2 separate regions of the Bos taurus genome follow, and region 2 is linked to region 1. Evidence: chromatin contacts called from public Hi-C data. All regions are on one chromosome and are shown on one strand. The core of a region is the stretch at or near the end of the contact, and the rest is flanking DNA. Distances in the headings are between cores, read along the strand shown.

What was found. Hi-C and Micro-C count contacts between places; a contact is called where the count stands out from the background.
Region 2: a Hi-C map of liver shows a contact between it and region 1, with 7 times the contacts expected there. The contact joins two enhancer-like sites. A contact is called at or near these places in 2 of 11 Hi-C or Micro-C datasets (liver and skeletal muscle).

What each region holds. Positions count from the first base shown.
Region 1 is chr19:19,030,017-19,035,511 of ARS-UCD2.0, forward strand. No RefSeq gene overlaps it. Among named protein-coding and RNA genes, the nearest start is that of WSB1, 43 kb to the left of the region's middle. Within about 2 kb of position 2,700, at least 94 of the 102 cell types and tissues checked have an H3K27ac peak or open chromatin away from gene starts, as enhancers often do. A contact at or near this core is called in liver, where this site is marked.
Region 2 is chr19:19,227,253-19,232,747 of ARS-UCD2.0, forward strand. It overlaps KSR1 (kinase suppressor of ras 1), which reads left to right. Exons shown (of 21, transcript XM_010815796.4): 12 at 1,567-1,621; 13 at 2,671-2,719; 14 at 3,959-4,338. Among named protein-coding and RNA genes, the nearest start is that of TRNAR-CCU, 30 kb to the left of the region's middle. Within about 2 kb of position 3,064, at least 7 of the 102 cell types and tissues checked have an H3K27ac peak or open chromatin away from gene starts, as enhancers often do. A contact at or near this core is called in liver, where this site is marked.

The sequences.
Region 1 (5,495 bases), core at 1,450-3,949:
GTTGCAGAGAGTCAGACATGACTGAACACACAGGCAGGCACACCTTTCGACAGACACTTTGCACGCTTCCACCTTTTAGTTATCGTGAATAACGCTACTATGAACATGGGCTTACAAGTATTTCTTTGAGTGTTTGCTTTCAAAACTTTCTGGTACACACCCAGAAAGCAGAATTGCTGGATCATATTCTTCATTTTGAGGAACTACCATACTGGTTTTTTCTTTTCAAACTTTTAATTTTATATTGGAGTATAGCAGATTAACTGGAGAAGGCAATGGCACCCCACTCCAGTACTCTTGCCTGGAAAATCCCATGGACGGAGGAGCCTGGTAGGCTGCAGTCCATGGGGTCGCGAAGAGTCGGACACGACTGAGTGACTTCACTTTCACTTTTCACTTGCATGCATTGGAGAAAGAAATGGCAACCCACGCCAGCGTTCTTGCCTGGAGAATCCCAGGGACGGGGGAGCCTGGTGGGCTGCTATGGGGTCGCATAGAGTCAGACACGACTGAAGCGACTTAGCAGCAGCAGCATAGCAGATTAACAATGCTGTGATATTTTCAGGTGTACAGCAAAGAGACTCACTCATACATAATCCCATCCAGGCTGCCAAATAACATCGAGCAGAGTTCTCTGTGCTATACAGTAGCTCCTTGTTGGTCATTCATTTTAAATATAGCAGTGTGTACATGTCCATCCCAAACTCCCCAACTATCCCTTCCCCCATCCTTCCCTACTGGCAATCATAATTTTGTTCTCTAAATTTGTGAGTCTGTTTCTGTGTTGTAAATAATTCATTTGTATCATTTCTTTTTAGATTCCGCATATAAAGGATATCATATGGGAGTTTCACTGGTATAGCTCAGAGGTAAAGCTTCCGCCTGACAATGCAGGAGACAGGGGATGGATCCCTGGTCCAGGAAGATCCCGCATGTCTCGGAGCAACTAAGCCCGTGGGCCACAACTACAGAGCCTGTAACCTAGGGCCCAGAAACCGCAAGTACTGAGCCCACGTGCCCTAGGGTCTGTGCTCCGAAACGAGACGCCACCGCAATGAGAAGCCCCCATACCCCTCTCTCTGCAACTAGAAAAAAGAAAGCCCTCGCAGCAATGTAGATCCAGCGCAGCCAAAGGGAAAAAAAAGGATATCGTACGATATTTGTCTTTCTTTGTCTGACTTACTTCACTCAGTACGACAGTCTCTAGGTCCATCCATGATGTGGCAAACATCACCATATTGTTGTTGACAGCAGCCATACAATCAATCGTACATTTCCACCGACAGCGCACAAGTTCCAATTTCTCCACAGCCTTTTCAGTGCTTCTCGGTTTTTTGTTTGTTTTTTGAGAATAGCCATCCTAATGGATGAACTGGTATCTCATTGTGGTTTTGATTTGTCTTTAAGTATTAGTGATATAGAGCAACTTTTCTTGTGTTTATTGGCCATTCCTTTATCTTTGGGGAAATCTCTGTTTAAGTCCTTCGCTCATTTTAAAATGGTATTGTGTGTGTTTTTTTGTTGTTGTTGATTCTTAGGATATCTATATTCTGGATATCAACCCCTTATGACGTATAGAGTTTGCAAATATTTTCTTTTGTTCTGTGGGCTAGCTTTTCACAGTTACTTGAGCCCTTTGATGTACATACACCATGGGGAAGATTTTTTTTTTTATTAATTTATTTTTGGCTGCCCTGGGTCTTACTTGCTGCGTGCAGACGTTCTCTGGTTGCAGTGAATGGCGGTTGCTGTCTCGCTGCGGTACTCGGGCTTCTCATTGTCGTGGAGTGGGGGCTCTAAGACCCGTGGGCTCCAGTGGTTGTGGCACATGGCCTTAGTTGCCGGGTGACATGTGTAATCTTCCCAGACCAGGGATCAAACCCATGTCTCCTGCATTGGCAGGCGGATTCTTAACCACTGGACCCCTAGGGGTGTCCATGGAGAAGATTTTAAAGGATTGGTAAGAAGTCTGTCCATTTGGGCAGCAGTGGAGGGAAAGGAAGGTGTTTCGGTCAGAGGAAACAGCCCGTGTAACACGCAGAGGAAATAAACGGCAATAAGTAGTGGACTCTTGCTAGAACATGTGTATAGGGAATAGGAAGTAGGGAGAGATGAGGTTGAAGGAACCACAGCACAGTAGCTCAGCCAAGTGGCTTGGACTCTAGTCTAAGATGGGAGCTTCTCAAGGAGTAGTCCCAGGACCCCTGCCTCAGCATCACATGCTAGGAGTTAAAAATGCACCCTGTTGCCCCTCTCTGACCTACTTTGGGGTGGGGATCGGGGATCTGGCTATTAACAAGCCCCTGGGATTATTCGGACCGAAAGTCAAGTCTGAGCACTGTTCCAGGGCCAATGAGGAGCCACCGAGGGTCTAGCTAGGCTGATGCAAAGATGACGTCGGCTGTTCTTCAGGGTTGGGAGCCCTGGGTTTGGCTCTGCCCCCGCGCTGTCCTCCAGACAACTCATGCTCACCCCACCTGGCTGCCTCCATCGGGCCTCTCCGGCTCCCAGCCATCCCTCCTCTCCGGTCGGCTGCCCCCTGCGGGGTCCAGGGTCAGGGGTGGTGGAGGGGGCCCGAGGGGCTGCAGCCAAGCTCACATTCCTCTCACTTCCTGCCATTGTCCTGGGTTCCTGTGGCTGCGACTTCGCTCTCTCCCCGACCGCCCCAGGGCTCAGGGGAGCGATGACTCATTTCCTTTCTTCCCAGTGACGTAATCCCGAGCCCAGTTGAGCGGGTCCAGCCTGTGACCGGCCCCTTCCCCGCCCGCTTAGATCCCGGGCGCCGCACGGCGCTTTTCGGCCAGCAGGGGGCGCCCGAGCCCGCAGAGCGTCCCTCGGCAGCCAGGACCCACCCTGACGGGCCTGGACAGGGAAACTGGGACCTGCGGGAGGTGGGGCTGTGCGTTTACCAAGGCATAGCAGCCCATCCTGGGAAGCCAGGGACTGGAAGCAAGCACTCTCGGCCCCCCAGGCGGGTGGTTTTCCCACAGTTGTTATTCAGTCGCTCAGTCTTGTCCGACTCTTTGAGACCCCATGGACTGCGGCACGCCGGGCTTACTTGTCTTTCACCATCTCCCTGGAGCTTGCTCAAACTCATGTACGTTGAATCGGTGATGCCATCCAACATCTCATCCTCTGTCGTCCCCTTCTCTTGCCTTCTCCTTCTTTCCCACAGACCCACAGGTGCTAATTTTACCCTCTTCGTTCCCCACCCCAACCCCATGGTGTTTCCAGTGCAAAGTTTGCAGACAGTTAGTAGTTCCAAGATTCTAATCATTTGCGGGCCCTGAAACAGGGTCACCCCCGGAAGCAGCAGGAACTGAGGGCAGCTGGGGCTTCACCTGGGAAGCATGTTGATCAGTGATTTTGTGACAGTGTGGTGGCCTCGTATCTCCTATGGATATGGAACATTTGTTGTTTTTAAAGCACGCATGCTCAGTCCTGTCTGACTCTTTGTGATCCCCTGGACTGTAGCCCGCCAGGCTCCTCTATTCGTGGAATTTTCCAGGCAAGAATACTGGAGTGGGTTGCCATTTTCTACTCCAGGGGATGTTCCTCGCCTAGGGTTCTTCCTGACCCACAGATCAAACTTGAGTCTCTTGCATCTCCTGCACTGGCAGGCAGATTCTTCACCTCTAGGTAAAGTCAGCGTTTTTAAAGAGGGTGGTTGAGTTTTGGGAAGCGTACCTCCCAAGGTGGGGCACTGGTGAGGCACCTGTAGGGCATTGCCAGAAAGTCTGCAGCAGCTGCTGGGGACAGAGCCATTAAAAGCCCATTCCTGTTGTGTGTGGCCCTATTTCTATCAGTGGACTGGTAGAAATAGCCTTCTATCAGAGGCTAGTAGGGCTTGAGCTAACACAGCTAGTGGGGAGTAAGCTTGCTGTCCCTGGAAGTGTTCAAGCAGGCACTGGACTACCATCCTAGGGGGTGGCATAAATAGGGGTTTACCTCAGGATGAGGGCTTTCCAGGTGGCTCAGTGGTAAAGAATCCACCTGCCAATGCAGGAGACAAGAGTTCGATCCCTGGGTGGGGAAGATCCTTTGGAGGAGGAAATGGCAACCTGCTCCAGTATTCTTACCCAGGAAAGCCCACAGATAGACAAGCCTGGCGGGCTACAGTCCATGGGGTCGCAAAGAGTAGGACATGACTGAGCCTGCACATGTGCACTGCACGAATGCACACTTCAGGATGCGAGTTCGGGCTAAATGTACCTCAAGGCTGTTGCTCTGAGGGACAAACAGCGAAGCTAAGTGCATTATTAAGACCCCCATTCCTGGGTCTGCCGCCATGATGTCTTGAGAGCAGCGGCTCAGGGGAATGGAGTTTGCTCCCAAGCATTCTGGGGACATGTTCTTGGCTGGTCTACACTTCCTCCTGAGAGGAAGCTCTGACCTAACCCCACCATCCCATGTGATGGCTCAGCTGCCCCCTCATGAGACAGTGACTTGTAGTCTGAATTCATATCCCATATCTACCACTTCCTCAGCAAATCCTGATGCTCTGAACCTCAAGCTCTCCAGCTGTAAAAGGAGAATGAAGATATTTGTTTAGAATTGTTGCAAGATGATGTGTGCCTGGTGGTATACCGTAAGAGCTTAAAGAGCATCCCTTCTCTCTGATTTACTGTAGTTCAGGGGCCAGGCTGTGCCCTCCTGGGGAGAGACAAGCACATTCTTGAAAAAGATGTTGAATATTGAAAGGTCGAATAGGTGCCTTTCACTTTTTCCTTCTGTATCTGAAAGCTCTTGAACAGTGAATGTCACTGGAACACAACTGTCCTTGGGCATCGCCCTTGACTTCTCCAATCCCAGTTTATTCCCTTTTAATAAGAAGACAGTGGGAAAGGGATTCCCACCTGCTAGTAGGTCCTATAGACATTCTTTGATTTTGTAAATTCTCCAAACTAGCTGAGTCTTTCCACCCAGGCAGCCTCCACCCCACCTGGATTTCTAACATGCCAGGAGTGGTAGGAGGGTGTGGGTTTTGGCATCTCACAAAACTCAGAATCCTAGCTTCCCTATTTTCTTGCTTTGCGACATTGGGCAAGTCTCTGAGTCACAGTTTGCTAACCTCAGAATGAAAACAATAACGGCTGCTTTGTTGGGTTGCTGGGGAGTTAAATGGGAATGCCTATGCCAGGAGCTCACACTTATAGTAGGTACTTAATAAATGGTAATTAATATTTACATAAAGTGCTTAGAGTGCTGCCTGGCACACAGTTAAGTGCTGTATAAATATTTACTAAATAGTTAGAAATGTAGATAGATTAAAACAGACATATGTAAAGAGATAGGTACATAAACAGATATAGAAATAGCAAACAGCAGAAACTGACACAATATTGTAAAGCAATTATTCTCCAATTGAAAAAGAAAGGAATAGCCGTTAGATCAAACTTTTCCCTTCTACACCTCCCAGTCTTCTTCTGAAAACTTGTCTGCCAACCTCCTCCCCTCCCAGTTCTGACCTCAAAGTCCTCTGGCTACTCCAGTGA
Region 2 (5,495 bases), core at 1,814-4,313, 200 kb after region 1:
TTCCATTAAAACAGATACGGACACATTTGGAGCAGAATACAAATTACACTCTTAATGTTTAAGGACAAGTGTGAAGCTTCAGAGGCATTTTGCCGCCCCCCAACCTGAGGTGCTGTTTCTCCCCAGACTCCCATCTACCCTGTGTCACCCTATCTCTGTGCGTGTGTTTTTCTTCTGTGGAAACATTTGAGCAGTGTTGGGTGGGTAGAAACATCAGACTGCCTTTGACGGTCTGCAGACGCAAGGTAGTGGTGTCTGGGGGAGCCTTGGCAGACTTCCGGGTTTAGGATTCCCCAGAAATTGCACACAGGATGTTGGGTACATGTGTGCATTTCTCTGATAAGAAGGTCCACGGCCTCTATCAGACTCTCCCAAGCCTGTGAGGTTCAAGAAATGTTGAGAGGGCTTCCCCAGGCGGTAAAGAATCTGCCTGCCAATGCAGGAGATGCTGGTTTGATCCCTGGGTCGATAAGATCCTCTGGAGGAGGAAATAGCAATCCACTTCACTATTCTTGCCTGGGAAATCCCATGGACAGAAGAGCTGGTGGGCTGCAGTGCATGAGGTCGCAAAGAGTTAGACACGACTGAACACGCAGGCAGAGATGTTGAGAAAGCTTCAGGAATAGCCTTGCGGAGAGCGCAGAGGGAGGTGAGGGAGATTTGCTGGCTGATGGGAATTCTCTTTGTTCCAGCAGACAGGGAGAGGCCCTGATTAGCTCCAACCACCGCCACCTCCAATCTCTTCTTTTGCTGCAAAAGGGGGTGAGGGGCCCACCCAGCCCTGAGGCAGCCAGCCTCTCTGAGCACGTTGAGAAGGGACCAGAGAGAACAGAAAGCAGCCAGCAGCAGGAGCAGCCATGGGGAGGGGGGAGAGTTGGCCTGTGCCACATTGGCTCCACCCTGGGGTGACCATCTGTCCAGTATTCCCCGGATGGGGGGCTTTTGGTGCTGAAACTGGGAAAGCCACCGACTCAGGCGTCAGTGCCAACTTCTTGATCCCAGGGTCCCTGATGCGTGGACTGTGCATTTCTGTCTCCGCAGAGTGCTGCTCCACCAGCCACCAAAGCTGGAAGCTGAGGTGATGGGGCCTCTGGCTCCCATCCGAAGTGCCCGGCATCCGTGCCAGGCACCCGGTGTCGCTAACGAGCCACCTGTGAGTCTGGCTTTTGGCCTCTTCTGGCCCAAGGGTCTTGCCACAGTCAAGGGTTGTTGCAGCCAGCAGCCCCTGCCTCAGAGGCGAGGAGGAGGGTCCAGCCCACAGGTCCAGTCAATAGGGGCCCAGTTGCTTTTACCACTTGCTTGTAGGGGGCCTCAGGGCGATGGTGGCAACTGAGAAGTCTCAGCTTCCACCCCGCCTGGAGTCCCTGCCCAGGGCAGAGCCGTGTGGGAAAACCAAGTGCCGCGGAGGCTGCGTCTGCGCTCTGATTTAGGGAAAGCACATGGAAGTGGCCCTGAGAGCCCGCGTGCGACCCATGCAGGGGCCGCTGGGGAAGCACCTCTGCCCTGTGTCTCTGGGGGTAGTGGGAACGGGTCTCATGCCTCGTATTTTTTTTCCGTTTCCTCCAGACATTTCGGCATTTCCACAGGCAGCGCCGTTCACCGATGGAGCGGACAGTTCCCGGTAGGCGCTTTTTCTTCCTTGGGGACTTGTTAAAGCTGGACCCACATCCCTGACCACCTCCTTCATCTACCTTTATTAATACTGTTTTTAACATTTTATTTTATATTGGAGTATGGACGATGAACAGTGTTGTGATAGTTTCAGGTGGACAGCGATGGGACTCAGCCATACATATTGCGTTTATCCATTCTCCGCGCCCCAAACTCCCCTCCCATCCAGGCTGCCACATAACCCTGAGCAGAGTTCCCTGAGCTCTATAGCAGGACCATGTTCTACCTCCACATTTAAATCTCTGACCCTCTAATTTCAGACCTTACCATGGACTTGGGCAGCCAGATGGAGCACTCCTTGGGCTAATTCTCCCTGTGATCCAGTTAACTCAGCCACAGGGTTTTATTTGCCTCCTATCACCGCAGTCAGCGTGGGGTGGGGCTGCCTGTGCAATGGAGCTGTCTAGAGACCCAGGAGGGCTGGGCGAAGGCGCCCAGCCTTAGAGAAACCTAATAATTCAGCTCCTGTTCATGATGCTCCTTGGGCGTCAAGGAGCCCTTTCTCGGTCAGGCCACGCCGAGCACCTAACTCACCTTGTTTGGTCGAGTTCTCGGCCAGGTGTAAAGTAGGTGTCATCCTTGACATCCAGATAAGGGGATCAGCTCAGAGAGGTTAAGAAATTGCATTAAGTCACACAGCTAGGGAGTAACGGAAGCAGTCCTGAAGTAGAATTCCAAATCCTGTGCCCGTGCTCGGAACCCCATACTAGTTGTCAGATTTGAAAGGTCCCTGATGGTCACTGTCCACCCTTCAGCCCCCACCACCCTCAAGTTCAGCCTGGGGAAGGCCAAGGCCGGAGAAGGGAAGTGGGGTCTGGCCTTCGGCCTGCTGTGTGTTTCCACAGCATCCAGACCGCCTTCCCCGTGACCAAGTGGGTCAAAGGAAGGGTCCAGGCCTGGCACCCCTTTCTCAGACCTCGCGTGGGGAGTCCCCTGCCCAGCTGGGAGCTGAGTGGCCCAGCCTTGGGGTCTCCTTGACAAACCCTGCTTTACTCTTAGGCTTGACGACCAGCCAAAAGCAGATGTGTTGGAAGATCATGAAGTGGAGGTGAGTGATGGTAACCCGTGAGCCGTAGACGGGGCATCTCTTTCCTCTCTCCCCGGCTCAGTGCGTGGAGGTGTCTGGGAGTGTGTGGGCACCCGGCTCTGGTGGGGGCTATCCCAGGTGCCCACCTGCTGCACCAGACGCGGGCAGTGTGCAAGGCAGCGAGAGCAGTGAGGGGTGCCACGAAGCAAGCTTCCTTTTGCTTTTCTGTTTTTTGAGGCTAAAGTTAGCTCTTTATTCCTGTGGTTTCCACCTCCAGCCGAGAGGCCTGGGCCCCAGCCCAGGAGACTTTCCCTCAGTCTGGGGTGGGGCCAGGCAGTTGGATGTTATCAAATATTCCTGGGTGATTTTGATTGTAGCTGGGGCCAAGGACTGCTGCTTTGACCTTTGAACCAGTGTCACCCGAGCCTGGCAAGTGTGGTGGCTTATGAGCCTCAGCAGACTGATTTCCTCTTGCCCAGAGGAGTCACAGGCTTCCCAGGGGTGCTAGTGGGAAAGACTCCACCTGCCAAAGCAGGAGATGCAAGTGACATGGGTTTGATCCTGGGTCGGGAAGATCCTATGCAGTAGAAAATGCTGGAAAATTCCATGGGCAAAGGAGCCTAGCGGGCCCCAGCCCATGGGGTCCCAAAGAGTCAGACAAGACTGAGCGACTAAGCACAACACAGCACACAGAGGAGAGTCTCAGACTCTGTGTTTAAACAAAAGCCTAGGACTTTCCTGGTTTTCCAGTGGCTAAGACTCTGCACTCCCAATTCAGGGGGCCCAGGGTTGATCTCTGGTCAGGGGACTAGATCCCTCATGCAGCAACCAAGTGCTCATGTTACAACTAAAACTCCTGCATGCTGTAACTAAGAACAGAAAAAAAGATCCCACATGCTGCAACTAAGACCTGGTGCAGGCAAATAAAGTGAATAAATATTTTTTAAAAACTAAAAGCATATCCAGAAAGGGTGTTAGTGTTCTTCCCCAGCGATTAGGTATTGCTCCTAGGAGCAATGTCTTGGAACATTGGCGGGAAGAAGGCCCACGATCCGTAGTTTGTGGATTAGGACCTTAGGACCGTGTGGTGCTGACTGACCCGTCCACTTCGCACATGAGGTCTGCACAGAGCTGTGACTAGAGCCCAGGCCTCCTGACCCCAGACCCCTCTGCTCCCTGACTTGGTGGGGGTCTTGAGGGAGGGAAGTCACCTGGCCCCAGGCCTGCCGCCCCTTCTATTCCGTCCTCCTCTCCTTCCAGGCCGAGGAGCCTGAGGCCGGCAAGTCAGAGGCCGAAGACGATGAGGACGAGGTGGATGACCTGCCGACCTCCCGCCGGCCCTGGCGGGGCCCCATCTCGCGCAAGGCCAGCCAGACCAGCGTGTACCTGCAGGAGTGGGACATCCCCTTCGAGCAGGTGGAGCTGGGCGAGCCCATCGGGCAGGGCCGCTGGGGCCGGGTGCACCGCGGCCGCTGGCACGGCGAGGTGGCCATCCGCCTGCTGGAGATGGACGGCCACAATCAGGACCATCTGAAGCTGTTCAAGAAGGAGGTGATGAACTACCGGCAGACGCGGCACGAGAACGTGGTGCTCTTCATGGGGGCCTGCATGAACCCGCCCCACCTGGCCATCATCACCAGGTAGCCCGGCCCCGCCCCCTCCCCTTTCCCTGGGGGCCTGGTGATTTGCATGCCCCTGAGGGCGTTTTCATGTAGAGACCTACTTCCCTGACTGTCCAGGGGTTAGCACTTCGCCTTCCACTGCAGCAGGTGCGAGTTCGACACCAGATCCCACGTGCCTCAGGGCCAAAAAGACAAAGCCTGTTACACAGAGTGAAGTAAGTCAGAAAGAGAAAACCAGATATTGTCTATTAATGCATATGTATGGGGTCGAGAAAAATGGTCCTGATGAACCTATTTGCAGGGCAGGAGTGGAGACGCATAGAAAACAGACTTGTGGACATAGCGGGGGAAGGAGAGGGTGGGACCAACTGAGAGAGTATCACTGACATATATACACTGCTGCTGCTGCTGCTGAGTCGCTTCAGTCGTGTCCTGCTCTGTGCGACCCCACAGACGGCAGCCCACCAGGCTCCCCCGTCCCTGGGATTCTCCAGGCAAGAACACTGGAGTGGCTTGCCATTTCCTTCTCCAATGCAGGAAAGTGAAAAGTGAAAGTGAAGTCGCTCAGTCGTGTCTGACTCTTAGCGACCCCATGGACTGCAGCCTACCAGGCTCCTCCGCCCATGGGATTTTCCAGGCAAGAGTACTGGAGTAGGGTGCCATCGCCTTCTCCGACATATATACACTGCCATATGTGAAATAGATAGCTAATGGGAAGTTGCTGTACAATACAGGGAGCTCAGCCGGATGCTCTGTGACAACCTAGAGGGAAGAGATGCAGTGGGAGTAGGAGGCAGGCTCAAGAAGGAGGGGACATATGCACACTTACGGCTGATGCACGTTGTTTTATGGCAGAAACCAACACAACATTGTAAAGCAATGACCCTCCAATTAAAAATAAATGTTACAATACTAAAGCAATATTGTAACAAATTCAATAAAGGCTTTAAAAATGGTCCACATTTTTTAAAAAAATCTTAAAAAAAGAAGAAACCCCCAAAATGGAGTCTTAATTTCCCCATCCTATAACCCCACTGACATTAAATAAATAAATTAATGAAAGGATACCTAAAAGAGAGAAAATTCAAATCTTCTGGAAAAGCACAAAGTGAAAACCAGTCTCCTCCCACCCTACCTGGGTGCTGTAAACAAAGATGGGTACTGTAAACAGTTCC